2 separate regions of the Mus musculus genome follow, and region 2 is linked to region 1. The links are chromatin contacts, called in public promoter capture Hi-C maps. All regions are on one chromosome and are shown on one strand. The core of a region is the stretch at or near the end of the contact, and the rest is flanking DNA. Distances in the headings are between cores, read along the strand shown. Region 1 overlaps Col4a3 (collagen, type IV, alpha 3). Region 2 has its middle 23 kb from the start of Krtap28-13.

Region 1 (6,785 bases), core at 3,118-5,617:
ATCAGCTAATCCTTTTTTAATTGCCATGGAGAGACCAGAAAGCATCTGTTGCTTAAGGTCCATATTTGTTATTTTTGCATCATCCTCAAAAGGATAAACATCCTCAAATGGAGCAACGTAAGGGAGGAAAGCTTTGTTACCAACAGGAAAGGCCCAGCAGTGACAAGGGCTCAGTTTGTGACAAGAGAAGCAGATTTCACCTCTTGGTGAGTCAGCAAGCAGGGAAAACTAGAATTACTGGCAGGTAAAATCTTCCAAGGCCGATGACCCCTTGTGACTACTTCTACCAGTCAGGCCCCATCTCCTAAGGACCCACAGCCTTTAACATTTTGCCATGAGCCAAGGAAGGACTGAGCATTCAAGGCATACGCCTCTAGGGAGCATTCTTGTTCAGGCCTTAACAGGGTGGATTACAGCCTCTGTGCATTAAAGGGAGAGGATGGAAAAAGTAATGTCTGCCTCTTATGTATTAAAGCCAAGGCAAATGTGGACTTTTGAGACTCCGAAGAAGAGAGGAAGGGACAGGAAAGAAGGGGGAAAGAGATAACTCAGTGAGTCTTAGTTAGGAAGTGACAAAAGAGAATCAGTCTTCTCCAACTGCACAGAAAAGGCAAAGCATAAATGCCACTTTGTTTGCAACTCCTATAGATAAAGGAAACGACCTTTGTTAAACTAGAAGAAGTCTTTGCCTTGCTCATGGATCCAAAACTTTCTTCAAAGTTTGTACCTCTAGGAAACGCTTTCAAAGTTTTACATGATTGTTTTCTGATTTACCAAAGCTTAGCAATTTTTATTACCTATCTGAACAGCTTTATAAGTTGTACATAGTTTATTTGATTCTAGGCCCCCTGTATACACACATACGTAAGCCAAGCCATTCATTCACTCATAAAAACTATACATGAAGCACAACAAATCAAATGCAGGACATTATGCCAGGCATCTCAGGGGAATTCAAATATGAGGAAAGACTTGATCTCAAAATAATAACAATAACAATAATAATAATAAGAAGAAGAAGTATCCTGTAATAAACTGGTTAATATTTAATATTAATTTTCCATTGTATCAGTTATGTTTGTGTGATAAAAAACCTGATATAAATAATGCCCAAGAGGAAAATTTTATTTGGCTCCTGGATTCAGAGGATTCAGTCCATTGTTGTTTGGCTCTATATTTGGATGCTGTGATGTAAAAGAGCACTGCTCACTACATAGAGGACAGAAAGCAGGTCATATAAAAGGGTCAGGGCAAGATAGAGTATCCAAGAACAAACCCCTACTTCCTACCTCTCACTACCTTACAATAAAGTCATTATCTACAAATCCATTAAGGAATTAGTCCATTCATTAGGACAGAACCCCATGATCTAATCATCTCTGGAAACGCCTTCACAGACACGCCTAGGTATGTCTTACTAGTCTCCTAAGTGTTTCTTAATCCACTTGACAATTAAAATAAAACATCATAGTCATTTTATAGCCCACTCGTCTCTAAGATTCCTTTTTCATATTTGAGGCTTACCAGCCACATAAACACACTTAAATTAGTACTTTAGAAAACATGTTTGAGAGTCTGGTCATGTTGCAACCTGTATAATTTGTTTTTCAAAGGCCCACCTGGTCTGGATGGATTGCCAGGCTTAAAGGGAAATCCTGGTGACAGGGGAACGCCGGCCACTGGTACAAGAATGCGAGGCTTCATCTTCACCCGACACAGTCAAACCACGGCCATTCCTTCATGCCCTGAAGGAACACAGCCACTCTATAGTGGGTTTTCTCTTCTTTTTGTACAAGGAAACAAACGTGCACATGGACAAGACCTAGGTAAGGTTCTAATTTCTAGGCAGTTTACGATGCTGAGTGTACACTATTTATAGGATTCGAGCTTCCCCTGAAGGTCACTGTAAACAATGTTAGCATCTTCTGGTGCATTTGAGAGAGCAACTGTGGTCCAAGGTTTAGTTTTCATCCTGATGTATAAACTGCTAGAGGAAATGCAGCTAGATTCACCATCTATCTCTTGTTAATCCTCACATTCATCTTTTCTAAAGCTTCCCCCTGGCTATTTGCTATTATGCATACCTGGAAGTAGCTAAAGCAAAGACATTGTCCCAGCAGAACAATATCGGGTCCCAAGTTCTATCCAAGAAGGAAGAAAGAGCCACTGAATGCATTCTTAGGGGGGAGGGTTGGCATACCCATTTGAGACTTTGGCTTCCATCCTAAAGCTTTACATTACCACAGAATTCTTCTGGTTTGTTGTTTTGTTTTGTTTCTTGGTCCAGGTTTGCCACAGGTCATGTGATAATTAACCTGTTTCTAAATAATGATAGAGTAACTAAAATTTACCTGACGTGATACTCAGCTTCATGTTTTATTAGGTACTCTGGGCAGCTGCCTGCAGCGATTCACCACAATGCCGTTCTTATTCTGTAACATCAATAATGTATGTAACTTTGCATCACGAAATGATTATTCATACTGGCTGTCAACACCAGCTCTGATGCCAATGGACATGGCTCCAATTAGTGGCAGAGCTCTCGAACCCTATATTAGCAGGTAAAAAACTCAATCCCTGTGTTTTACAAGAGAGTCAAGTGAATCACTTAACTTGTAAGGAATGCAACAGTAGAAAGTGGCTGTCATGCTATTGGTCTCATTTTACAGATGCACCGTCTGTGAAGGTCCAGCAATGGCCATAGCTGTTCACAGTCAAACTACTGCTATCCCTCCGTGTCCCCAGGACTGGGTTTCTCTCTGGAAAGGTTTTTCTTTCATTATGGTAAGAAGAAAAAAAAATCCTCAGCCCATTTCAAGTTATGAATAATGCCTATAGAATCTTGGGCTGTGTTGAAACAATGTGGTCCCCTACCTGTTAATATATAGATGCTTGGCGATCTGAAAATACACCTAAAGAGAAACATTGAGGATGGACATCTGCTCAGTAGTGTTTACGTAGCATGCACAACATCCTAGGTTCCATTCCCCAGCAGTGCATAGAAAGAGTGATCCCAACATTCAGGAGGTAGGGGCAGAAGGGTCGGATGTGCATGATCATCCTTTGCTCCATAACAAGTTTGTGGCCAACTTGGGCTATAAGAACCCTAGTCTTAATATATAAGTAAATAAATAAATACACTAAAAAAGACTGACGACTTTGATGCTGTTGATAAGTAATGAAGCACTGAATAAAAGACAGCAAGATGACTCAGTGGGCAAAAGCCCTGACACCAAGCCTGATGAGCTCAGTCCCTAAGACTGACATGGTAGAAAGGGAACCAGCTTCCGCAAGTTGTCCTCTGACCTCCATACCTTTGCTATGGCATGCATGTACACACACACACTCACACACACAATCACACACATAATCACACACAATATCACACACACACAATATCACACACACACACACAATATCTCACACACACACCAAACAAATAAATAAGTAAATATAATTTAAAAATTAGAAATACTCCTCAGATTTCCCACAAATCCCTGACTAGCATTCAAGAGAGAAGTAGCCACTCTATGACAGAGATTGGATGCCCCTTTGCTCATTTCTGTGATGACTTCTTTTCTTATATTGTCTGTAATGCTTATTATGATAACCACAGGAATATTTTTATGCATCTGTGGATTCATAAATAAAAACCGAATTATCTTAAAGTATCACATTTATGAAGTGACAAAATGTGCCTTGTACTGTGCCCCTCTGATATTCTTATGAGGAAGAATCTCTTTTAAAAAGTTCTGGCATTAATGCTAAATTCGGGGGAGAGACTGGCCATCTACAGTGCAGGCTGCTCTGCATGTCACTACTTACACGCTGCATACTTAGGCCTTGTTGTGACATATTATTCCCCCTCTTTACACACAGCTGTCCACTCAATTATTAATTAATTTTAAAACAGCAATCATGAGCTCCAACCAGTCAGGGTAGGATGGCTAGCAGGAATCACATTCTTCTCATGGAGCTCATATCCCAGTGGTAAACATAGGCAATAGATGTCGGATGGCTGTATCTCTTCCTAGAAGATGCCCCGAGTGTTACATCTAGATAGAAGAGAAGACATCTGTGTTTTCTTGGCTTTTCTTTTTTCTGTTGCTTTCTATTACTGCTTCCTACCCATGCCAAAATGTGGGAAACTTGTATTTGAGCCCCAACAGGCAGCGTTTTCATTGAGATCTTTTTGTTGTGATAGTTCACAAGTGCAGGCTCTGAGGGTGCTGGACAAGCACTTGCCTCGCCTGGCTCCTGCCTGGAAGAATTCCGAGCCAGTCCATTTATAGAATGCCATGGACGAGGGACATGTAACTACTACTCAAACTCCTACAGTTTCTGGCTGGCTTCGCTGAACCCAGAAAGAATGTTCAGGTAATTATGCCATGTTGGCCTTAATCTGATGACTCAACTCTAGAGCTGTTGAAAGGCTGCCTACAAGTGCTTTTTATTTGTACTTCTGTATGAATATACTTAACTCTCTCGGTCCTGACAATAAAATCCTATTTACCTTCATCCTCCCAGGATAGAGGTATTTTGGAGTCAAGAAGTAGAGTCTGTTTCTCACTGTGTCAGTAAAAACCAAATGTCCACGTGATTTTGTTATCACTAAACATATTCAACACATGTATAGATTTATAGTAAAGTACTGAAAATAAATACTAGCTGACCTGCTGATCTTAAGGACTTAAGTCTTATCTTTGAAGACTTAGGAGTGGAAAGAGAGGCCCATTGGTCATGCAAACTTTATCTGCCTCAGTACAGGGGAACGCCAGGGCCAAGAAGTGGGAGTGGGTCGGTGGGGGAGTGGGTGGGGGAGCGGGTGGGGGACTTTTGGGATAGCATTGGAAATGTAAATGAAATAAATACCTAATTAAAAATAAAATAAAAAAGGAGTATTTAAAGGGAAGAAATAGTTAAAAATTAACTGTAAGTTTGCAGGAAAGCCTATGTTCTATGAATTCTGATGAAACACACTGAAAATGTAAAATACCAATAAATGTTTATATATACAAACATAAAATTGTCTTTCTAGAAATTCTCCTCTTCTACAAGGAGGGGTGTTTCTGGAATAAAGTCATCTACAATGTTTATTTAAAAATCCCAAAGCAAGTAAGTATTCTATTTTATCCACAATCAATGAGTCCTTTCATTTGTATTTATTTCAGAAAACCTATTCCATCAACTGTGAAAGCTGGAGACTTAGAGAAAATCATAAGCCGCTGTCAGGTGTGCATGAAGAAAAGACATTGACGAAATCAAAGAAACCAGAACCGTTTTTTTTTTTTTTTTTTTTTTTTTTGTTCCTTCTTAAGTAACAAAGTCATGACTTAGAACATGAATTTACTTAGGTCTTTCTCTCTAACCTTAAAGATGTAGTAGTGCAAAGTTTCACTACACAAGAAAGCATTTCATTCGTTAGTCTGTGATGTGGGTCTCTAAACCTGTAGGTTTCAAAGTTCCCTGTGGAAAGGCAACAGCTTGCCACAGAATATCGCTGAAATCACATTCCAGTTGTACCCAAAGAGCTGACTAAATGTTGATTGTGTGGAACTTGAACTACAAGCTAAGAGAGGTCTGTCCTGTGGATGCACGGTGTGTTCCTTGTCTCCCACTCCTGAGCAAAGGAGTGCGGTTCCTTCCATCTCCTCCCTGACACCTTAGACTTCAACTACAGAAGGAGAAGGGAGTATACCATCAAGCACACCGTGAAGAGAACTGGAGGGTCAGAGCTGCTGAGTGGTGTAAGGGCTAGAACACAGAATAAATGAGGCCCCATGATGTTTCAGGACTCATTTAAATATGCACAAGGCTAGGACCAAAGGAAACTTCCTGAAGCGAATCATAACAGGCTTGTATATAAAGTGTAGTTTTGTTTTCTGTTTTGTTGACGATGTCTATTTGCTTATTCACTGAGCTCTTTTTACTATGTCAATAGATTCAAAGCTGGTAAAACGTTTACCCTTGGGGAACTAGGTTTTACTAGGATGGCATACACATACATTGAAACATTTCTCTTTATTGTTTTCACAAGTAACAAGGACACTGCTTACTAAATGTGCACTTTATCCCCACTCCTATCAACGCCGACCTTAAATAATTTCACCAGGAAATAATCAGGTTTATCCGACGCAAACATTTTTTTCTTTGCTCTAAACAGTACATAACATGGATTTACAGATTTGTTCCTTTGTTAGTTTTATAACTTTTCCTTTGGAAAACACACACGTACGCCATGATTTTTATGTTATAGATTCTTCGCAACCATGTGGAAAGAGACCACTGGGTAAAACCTTACTGTACTGTACACAGCTGCTATATGTCTTAAAACATGTTCTTAAGTATACAGATACATTCCACAGTTACTTAATTGAGCTTAACAAGTTGTTTTCTTCAGTTCCAAACTATTTCCCATATACTGGACTGGACCGGCGGTGCAGGGGGTAGTGAGAGAGACTTGCTTCTGATCTACCCTCAAAGGAGATAACAAACCCCGTGTGTGGAGACTCTCACGCAGGCAGGAAGCCCATCCTCTGCTGCTTCACCCCCTTCCCTACACGGAAAACAAACAAAGAGTCTCAGCTATGGTTGCTGTTTTAGTTTTCCCTTACTTCTATTTCACAGTTCAGCAGGCCTGAGAGAAGATTTAAAAATAAGAGCACTTGTTGCTCTGCAGAAGCCCCTAGTTTAGTTCCTAGTACCCACACTGGTACTGTTTCACAGTAGCCTCTTCCAGATGACCCAACATCCACTTCTGGACTCTGCACCCACGCTCAGCTAGA
Region 2 (6,785 bases), core at 2,953-5,452, 370 kb after region 1:
TTTCTTCTGTTGTATGAACTGTGACCTATAAGTTAAGTCTACATAAGTTTGGAGGTCTTTATTGAACCCTCCTTTAGGTACCATACCTTTTGAGATCTTTCAAGAAACGATAATGGCACTCAATACACAGAAAGACTAAAGAATAGAAGATGAAGGGGGCAGGGAGGGAGAAGGGTGGGGAATGCATTTGGAAACGAAGGAGCCATACTCATTTGTTCCTTGCCTCTTCAAGTCGTGTCAAACACACAGTCATCTGCAGTGACCGCTGAACCACCATTCACCTCCCCATGCTGTGTGTGCATCTGGGGCAAAGCTCTGTTTCCTAGGATCCCAACAGTGCTAACTAGCCACCATAAAATTATTTCTTTACTGCTTCGCAATCGTATTTTGCTACTGTTATGAATCGTGATATAAAAATCTGATAAGCAGAATATCTCCTATGCAACCACAGGGGGTTGAGCCCTGTGGGTTGAGGACCGCTGCTGCCTTAGATGCTTGTGAGGTGGACAAACACAGCCACTGCTGCTTCTGATCATGAAACGGAAGCCAGATGCCATGAAGAACTTTACTTCCCTAGAAAAGCAGAGGACCAGACCTTCACTCCAGGATGTCTAATCCTATAGCTAACCCTTACTGCTGACTTTACAGGGCAGGTGGGGACCTGTTATGCCTGCTGTCTTTCTTCCTATGTGTTTGATGGTGTCTGGGACACCTGTCACGGGAGCTTCTAGTACAGCCGTCCATCTCCCCCAACTCTTTCATCACAGTCACATTTTAGTTGCTTTGGAAATACAAAACCCCTTAGAGCTCTCTCTCCATCCTCTGCCTGCCCTTGCTCCTGGTGACTTTCCCTACTTATAATGTTTTGCTTAAAAAATCAGTTGCCTCTCTGAACGTATTTCTGGCACCAGTAACCTGTGTATTCTTTGTAGAATTAATTATCATCGAGTATTCAAAGTCTAGGGGTGGGAGGCTAATGGGGCAGAGGATCTTGAGCTGTAAGATGAATAAAAAGCATAGCATTTCTCTGAACCCAATGATGTGAAAAACCTGTTCATATCATTACAATTAAGTAGTTATTTCCAGGAATGGATAGCCGCTATCTCCAGTTTTTCCTTTGGTGTTCCCTCTTCTTCTGATTGTGAATGTATTTTTTTTAAGTGAAGGATAATTTTATGCTTTTCTCATATTCTAACATTTTATGTTTTATCTAAAGTAAAATCAGCAGTAAGGGTTAGCTATAGGATTAGACATCCTGGAGTGAAGGTCTGGTCCTCTGCTTTTCTAGGGAAGTAAAGTTCTTCATGGCATCTGGCTTCCGTTTCATGATCAGAAGCAGCAGTGGCTGTGTTTGTCCACCTCACAAGCATCTAAGGCAGCAGCGGTCCTCAACCCACAGGTCTCAACCCCCTGTGGTTGCATAGGAGATATTCTGCTTATCAGATTTTTACATCACGATTCATAACAGTAGCAAAATACGATTGCGAAGCAGTAAAGAAATAATTTTATGGTGGCTAGTTAGCACTGTATTAAAGGGTTGTAGCATTAGGAAGGTTAAGAACTCCTGAATATCACTGAGCTTGAATGAAGTAAGTCACTTTTCTTAGGTTTATTTTTCTCATACTTAAAATGTCCTTAGACTGCAGAGCTAGGTAACAAGAGAGACAAAGATTGTGGAAAAGAACATGAATCCAGCATTTTCCTTTTTTTTTTTAAATTTAAAAAGCATTCAAGTTTTGGATGTAAAAGAAATTATATTAATTGTGAAAAGGATACTGTCCTCTTGGCTGCCATTCTCATTGAGTGACAATTCTCCATGCCTATCCTTGGAATTGCAGGAGTCAGTGTCCTCACTCTCTGAATGCTCTGGTAAAGGAGTGTGGATACCATCCACGACCATTTCCTGAATTGGAGGACTTTTGGGGAGATTCAAGAATTATGCTTTGAGTAAGTCATTTCCTTCTTAGAACTGACTGGAGTTCTGCGTGCATGGCAGGAAGAAGGTTACGATATGACAGAAAAGGATATGGGCCACCAGGAGGAAAAAAAGGAGAGGAATATCAGGAAGAGAAAGCTCTCCTTACCCCAGCAATGGAGGGCCAATGCCCTCCTGTCCCAGGCAAGCCACATGTAGGAGCTTCCTAGTAGGCTCTGAATGTTTAAAATTTCATGTAGTTTACTTATCATGTGTACACATGTGTGTTTCCCTGTGGAACAAGTGTGTGCCAGGGTGCACATGTGGAGGCCAGAGAACAGCCTGTAGCAGTTGCTTCTCTCTTTACCATGTGGGACCCAGGATCAAACTCAGATCCTTCTGTCTGGCAGCAAGGGCCTTCATCTACTGAGCCATCTTGCCAGCCCAGTAGACCATGTGAGTAAACGACTTCATTAAGATAAAAATTTCCAAGTTCCTTGAAGCATACTGTTTTGCCTCTGCCTCTAGCTCCTGCAACTGCAGCTCTGATGGCTCTCTAGGGACTTGTCTGCTAAGGGAGTTTTACATTAAATGCACAGCTTTAATGCATTACCTGCTGTGTCTGGCTTTCCCTGCTTAGCTTAAGTTTTTGAGGATATATGTTGATGTACACTGGAGTACTTTTGGGTTTTGTTGATCTGTTTTTCTATGATGTGGCTTGGCCACATTTTATTTTTAATGACTGGCTTGGGAAAGGGGAGGAAGAAGCCAGCAGAATTGTTACGGAGACGTTGCCTGTGTTAAGAGTGCCACGGAAGAGAAGGTCTTGCCACCCCTTTGAAATGAGTTCATGGTCATAGAGTGCAAAGTTATGCAAGGCAAGAGTCACATTTTTATGCATTTTTCACCTCGTGTGTGCTGAAATCTTATAGGATCCCATTTATATGGTACGATCCCCGAGTGGCTTGGATCCCTGGATCCCTGGATCCCTTGGGAAGTCTCAACCTAGCTCTGTTAAGAATTGATTTTTCATCTGTGGAGGCAGAGAGAGAGGATGTGAGAAACACTGCCCCACTGCTTCTTATTTCTTCCTGTTTTACAAGACAATAACAGATGCCTATTTAAGAACAGAAGCATGGTTCTATAGGTAAATACACATGAGAAATGCATCATATTCCACTTTGGGAGCTAGCATATACAAACGCCTCTGAAAACACACTGCCAAAGTATCTGGAGAAATTGAATTAACAAAGACCATTCTTATTGACATTGATTGTCTTGCGTGATAATGGGGCATAGCTAAGTGGAGAAATTTCTGGACTGCTCCTGCCTTGCCCAACTTGACCATGTGTTCCTGTTGTGATATTTGGGCTTCTAATTCTCATTGTTGGGGTTATGGTCATCTCTGATACCTTCCCTGGTTCTTCTTAAACACATTTTAAAAGATTTATTTATTTATTTATTTTATATGGGTACACTGTTGCTCTCTTCAGACACACCAGAAGAGAGCATCAGATTCCATTACAGATGGTTGTGAGCTACCATGTGGTTGCTGGGAATTGAACTCAGGACCTCTAGAAGAGCAGTCAGTGCTCTTAACCACTGAGCCATCTCTCTAGCTCCACAAGTTAATCCAGGAACTCCAGCCTCATCATGAGCAAGCAGCGTGGCTGTCTTTGCTAGATTCGTCCGTCACTGTATATGCACAGTATATATTACAAATATGTATAATATTATATAATATCAGATACCCCTATTTCTTTCATTGCAAATGTCCAAGTGCTATGATCCTTTGCCTGGATAATTCACTGTCAACTAGTACAACTTTCAAATTTACTAGTCTCAATGTGGCCATATGTGAGATAGAACAAAGAGTGCATTTCTGGATATCTTGAGCCTGGAGGCTACGCAACACTGAGGAAATGCAGCATAGCAGCACCAATGTGTTCATCCTTTTATGCTCAGTTCTGTTGCTGAATGAACATGAGTTCTAGAGCCAGGCAGACTTAGGTTTTCATCTTGATTTATTTATTAACTAAGTTTGGACTTCATCTCTGAATAAAATGGGGCTAATACACAATCCTCCACAATTATGAAGATGGACTCAGAACACAGATTAGACAATTTTGTTTAGATAAGAATCCTGAGACATAGGTTTGAACAGTTTCCAAATATTTCTGAGAAGCTGGAGACTAAACTGTGAATATAAAATCCTCAGGGCGGGGAACATGGCTCTCAGGAAGAGTGCTTACCTCAAAATCCCAGAGCCTGGAAGCTTTGTGTCTCATAAGTTAATATTTAAAGATCACTTAGGACTGGATTTGCTACTAGAGGAATGTAAGCACTGTGTGTTTGCTAGACCAGAAAAGAAAATTTCCTCCTTTTCCTTTCTTCTAGAAATTAATAACCCATGAGCCATTGGGTGAGGCTTCAATGATAAGAGGCTAGAATAAGAGTTTATATGAATTGCTTGTCATGCTAGGAGTTTGCGCAGCAGCACTTGCTTAGATGGGTCTTAGGCTCATGGGACACTGAGAAAAACTAACTAACTAAGTAACTAACTAACAACAGCAGCAACAACATCCAAACTCAAACTCCTATCAGACAGTTAAGAGCTCATTAAATATGTTAATAGAGTATGGGATTTCTTTATATTCCACACGAATTTATCTTACATAAAGGAAAAGGCTGATTTTCAAACCACATGGTGATTCTAATGTATGCCCACCTGGAGTTACTCCTACATTAATTGCTACCTTGAAATTCTCTGTTTCTGTCATAGGAAGGACTGGCTTGCCCTTTACCCACCTGGCTTCAGCATCATCTTGGCTTTATCTTGCCTCCTGTTGCTTGCTTCACTTCCAGATCCACATAACACAATGAAAGTGGACCTTCAACATCATAGAAGTGAGTGTTAACCATGCCAACATCTTTCTGACAGTAGCTGCATGGTGCTTTCTGAAAGGATGATGTTTCTGCTCTTCATCTCTCATGGAAGAAGTGCAGTTGTGAGGGGTGGGTTTGATAGAGTTTATAGGACATTTGAGGTGACAAATCACTTCCTGTTTTGGGAGGCTATGAAGCCCTGAACTGGCAGGAGCTTCTGCAACTTAGCCATGATGTAGGATGCTTCTGAGCCTGGGAAACACTGGGAGACAATCATACTGAGGCCAGTGACTTACCTTAGGTTTCATGCTGGATGCATATGACTCCAAACTTGGCCATTATTGAGAATTAGGAGCTAGAAAGTTGACGCCCTGAATGTGCCTACATGCTCCTGTTTCCAGGGTTAGAAGACATGCTGTATGGAATTAGAAAAATATTGATTCACCTAACTAAAAAAAGCATATATGTGCCTACGAGTCATTGATAAAGAATAGCTTGAGATCAACGTTCTCTTGACTGCCTTGAAGTCGTTTTAACACCTTGGTCCGATTCTTAGTGTTCCACTGATTTTAATGTTGAGTTATTGATGGCTAAAGTTGCTTATATATTGAAATTTGACTGTGGATGGATTTGAATATTTCACTACCTTCAGCCCAAATCAACATTACATTTCTTTTTGAAGCTTGGAATCGATGGGGAAATAGACATGGAGACTAAATTGGGCTCACATTCTTCACATTTCTCAATATGTTTGGGTTTTTCTTTGGGGGATTTTTAACTTTTTTTTTTTTTTTTTTAAGAACTGATTGGCATTTGTCCCAGCATTAGGAAATTACTTGCTCAGTCAGGCCTGGAGAGGAAAACCTGCGATAAGAGCCTGGGAACAGTTATAGCTTAGGTTTCTGAATGAGAAGTACGTGGATACAGTCGGGCATGGTCATCCAAATGGGGAGAAGAGGGAAGTATCAGGGCTGGGAATCCACAGCCCGAATAACAGGAATCCTGTAATTCTACCATAGTAAGCAATGGAGAGGAATTCTGGGTACATTACCTGTTCCAGAACATTCTGGTTGGTTAAAATCCTTTTCATGGTAGGCTAGGAAATTACTAAAAAGAACAAGCATTAGGTTTTTTTTTTTTTGTTTTTTTTAATTCTATTTTTTTTAACTAAAAAATTCAAGTGTTTGAAGAGGTGTTTGAAAGAATTCTTTAGATCTTCTTTAGATCTTTTGAGTTTTATTTTCCTTAAGGACACTCCAATGAAAACTATGGACTAACTCTCAAAGAAAATAGACACAAACACACAAACCTGCCCTCTCACCTACAACTGCAGCAGCATGAGAACATTCTTGTCGCCTATCTCTGGGAGTCCCTAGGTACCTAAAAAATATTAGGTTAATCCTTCCGTTTGTAATTTCTGCAGCTAACACCGAGAAGGGAGAGCAAAGACCTCAGAGAAGATTGAGCTACCCCAAGCAATGCCTAGGGAAGTTGGTAAAACTTGGTCAGCAACAGACAAAAGCGAGATCAGAAAGCTCAAAGTCTAGCAAAGCAGTTAAGTGTAGGAAGAGACCAGGTCACTTTCGAACTCGGAGGTCGCTTGCAGACTGGCAGTGTGGGGTTGGGCTTGACTTCTGTGTTGGGTAGTTTTTGTCAAATTGACATAAGTTAGAGTCTTGGGGGTGGGGGGAAGGAAACCTCAGTTATAGAACTGCCTCCATCAAATAGTCCTGTTGGAACCCCTGTGGGGCCACATTCTTGATTAATGATGGATGTGCAAAGGCCCAGCTCTCTGTGGGCAGTGCCGCTTCTGGGGGGGTCTCCTGGGTTCTATACAAAAGTGAAGCTGGTAAACAACTTCCCTCCATGGGTTCTGCTTCTACTCCTGTTTGAGTTCCTGTGGTGACTTCCCTCAATGATGACCAGTGATTGAGATGTGTAAGATAAACTCTCTCCTGCCCAGGTTGCTTTTGGTTATGGTGCT

The links. Promoter capture Hi-C pulls out the DNA fragments that hold promoters and counts their contacts.
Region 2: a promoter capture Hi-C map of the C10 cell line shows a contact between it and region 1, with 2.3 times the contacts expected there. The contact joins two enhancer-like sites.

What each region holds. Positions count from the first base shown.
Region 1 is chr1:82,713,629-82,720,413 of GRCm38.p6, forward strand. Col4a3 (collagen, type IV, alpha 3) reads left to right here. Exons shown (of 52, transcript NM_007734.2): 48 at 1,614-1,826; 49 at 2,384-2,561; 50 at 2,670-2,784; 51 at 4,205-4,377; 52 at 5,172-6,785. The coding sequence ends at 5,256. All of the region lies in intron 1 of C430014B12Rik (a long non-coding RNA gene), which reads right to left. Among named protein-coding and RNA genes, the nearest start is that of Mff, 7.9 kb to the right of the region's middle. Within about 2 kb of position 4,368, at least 2 of the 459 cell types and tissues checked have an H3K27ac peak or open chromatin away from gene starts, as enhancers often do.
Region 2 is chr1:83,080,714-83,087,498 of GRCm38.p6, forward strand. No RefSeq gene overlaps it. Among named protein-coding and RNA genes, the nearest start is that of Krtap28-13, 23 kb to the left of the region's middle. Within about 2 kb of position 4,203, at least 7 of the 459 cell types and tissues checked have an H3K27ac peak or open chromatin away from gene starts, as enhancers often do.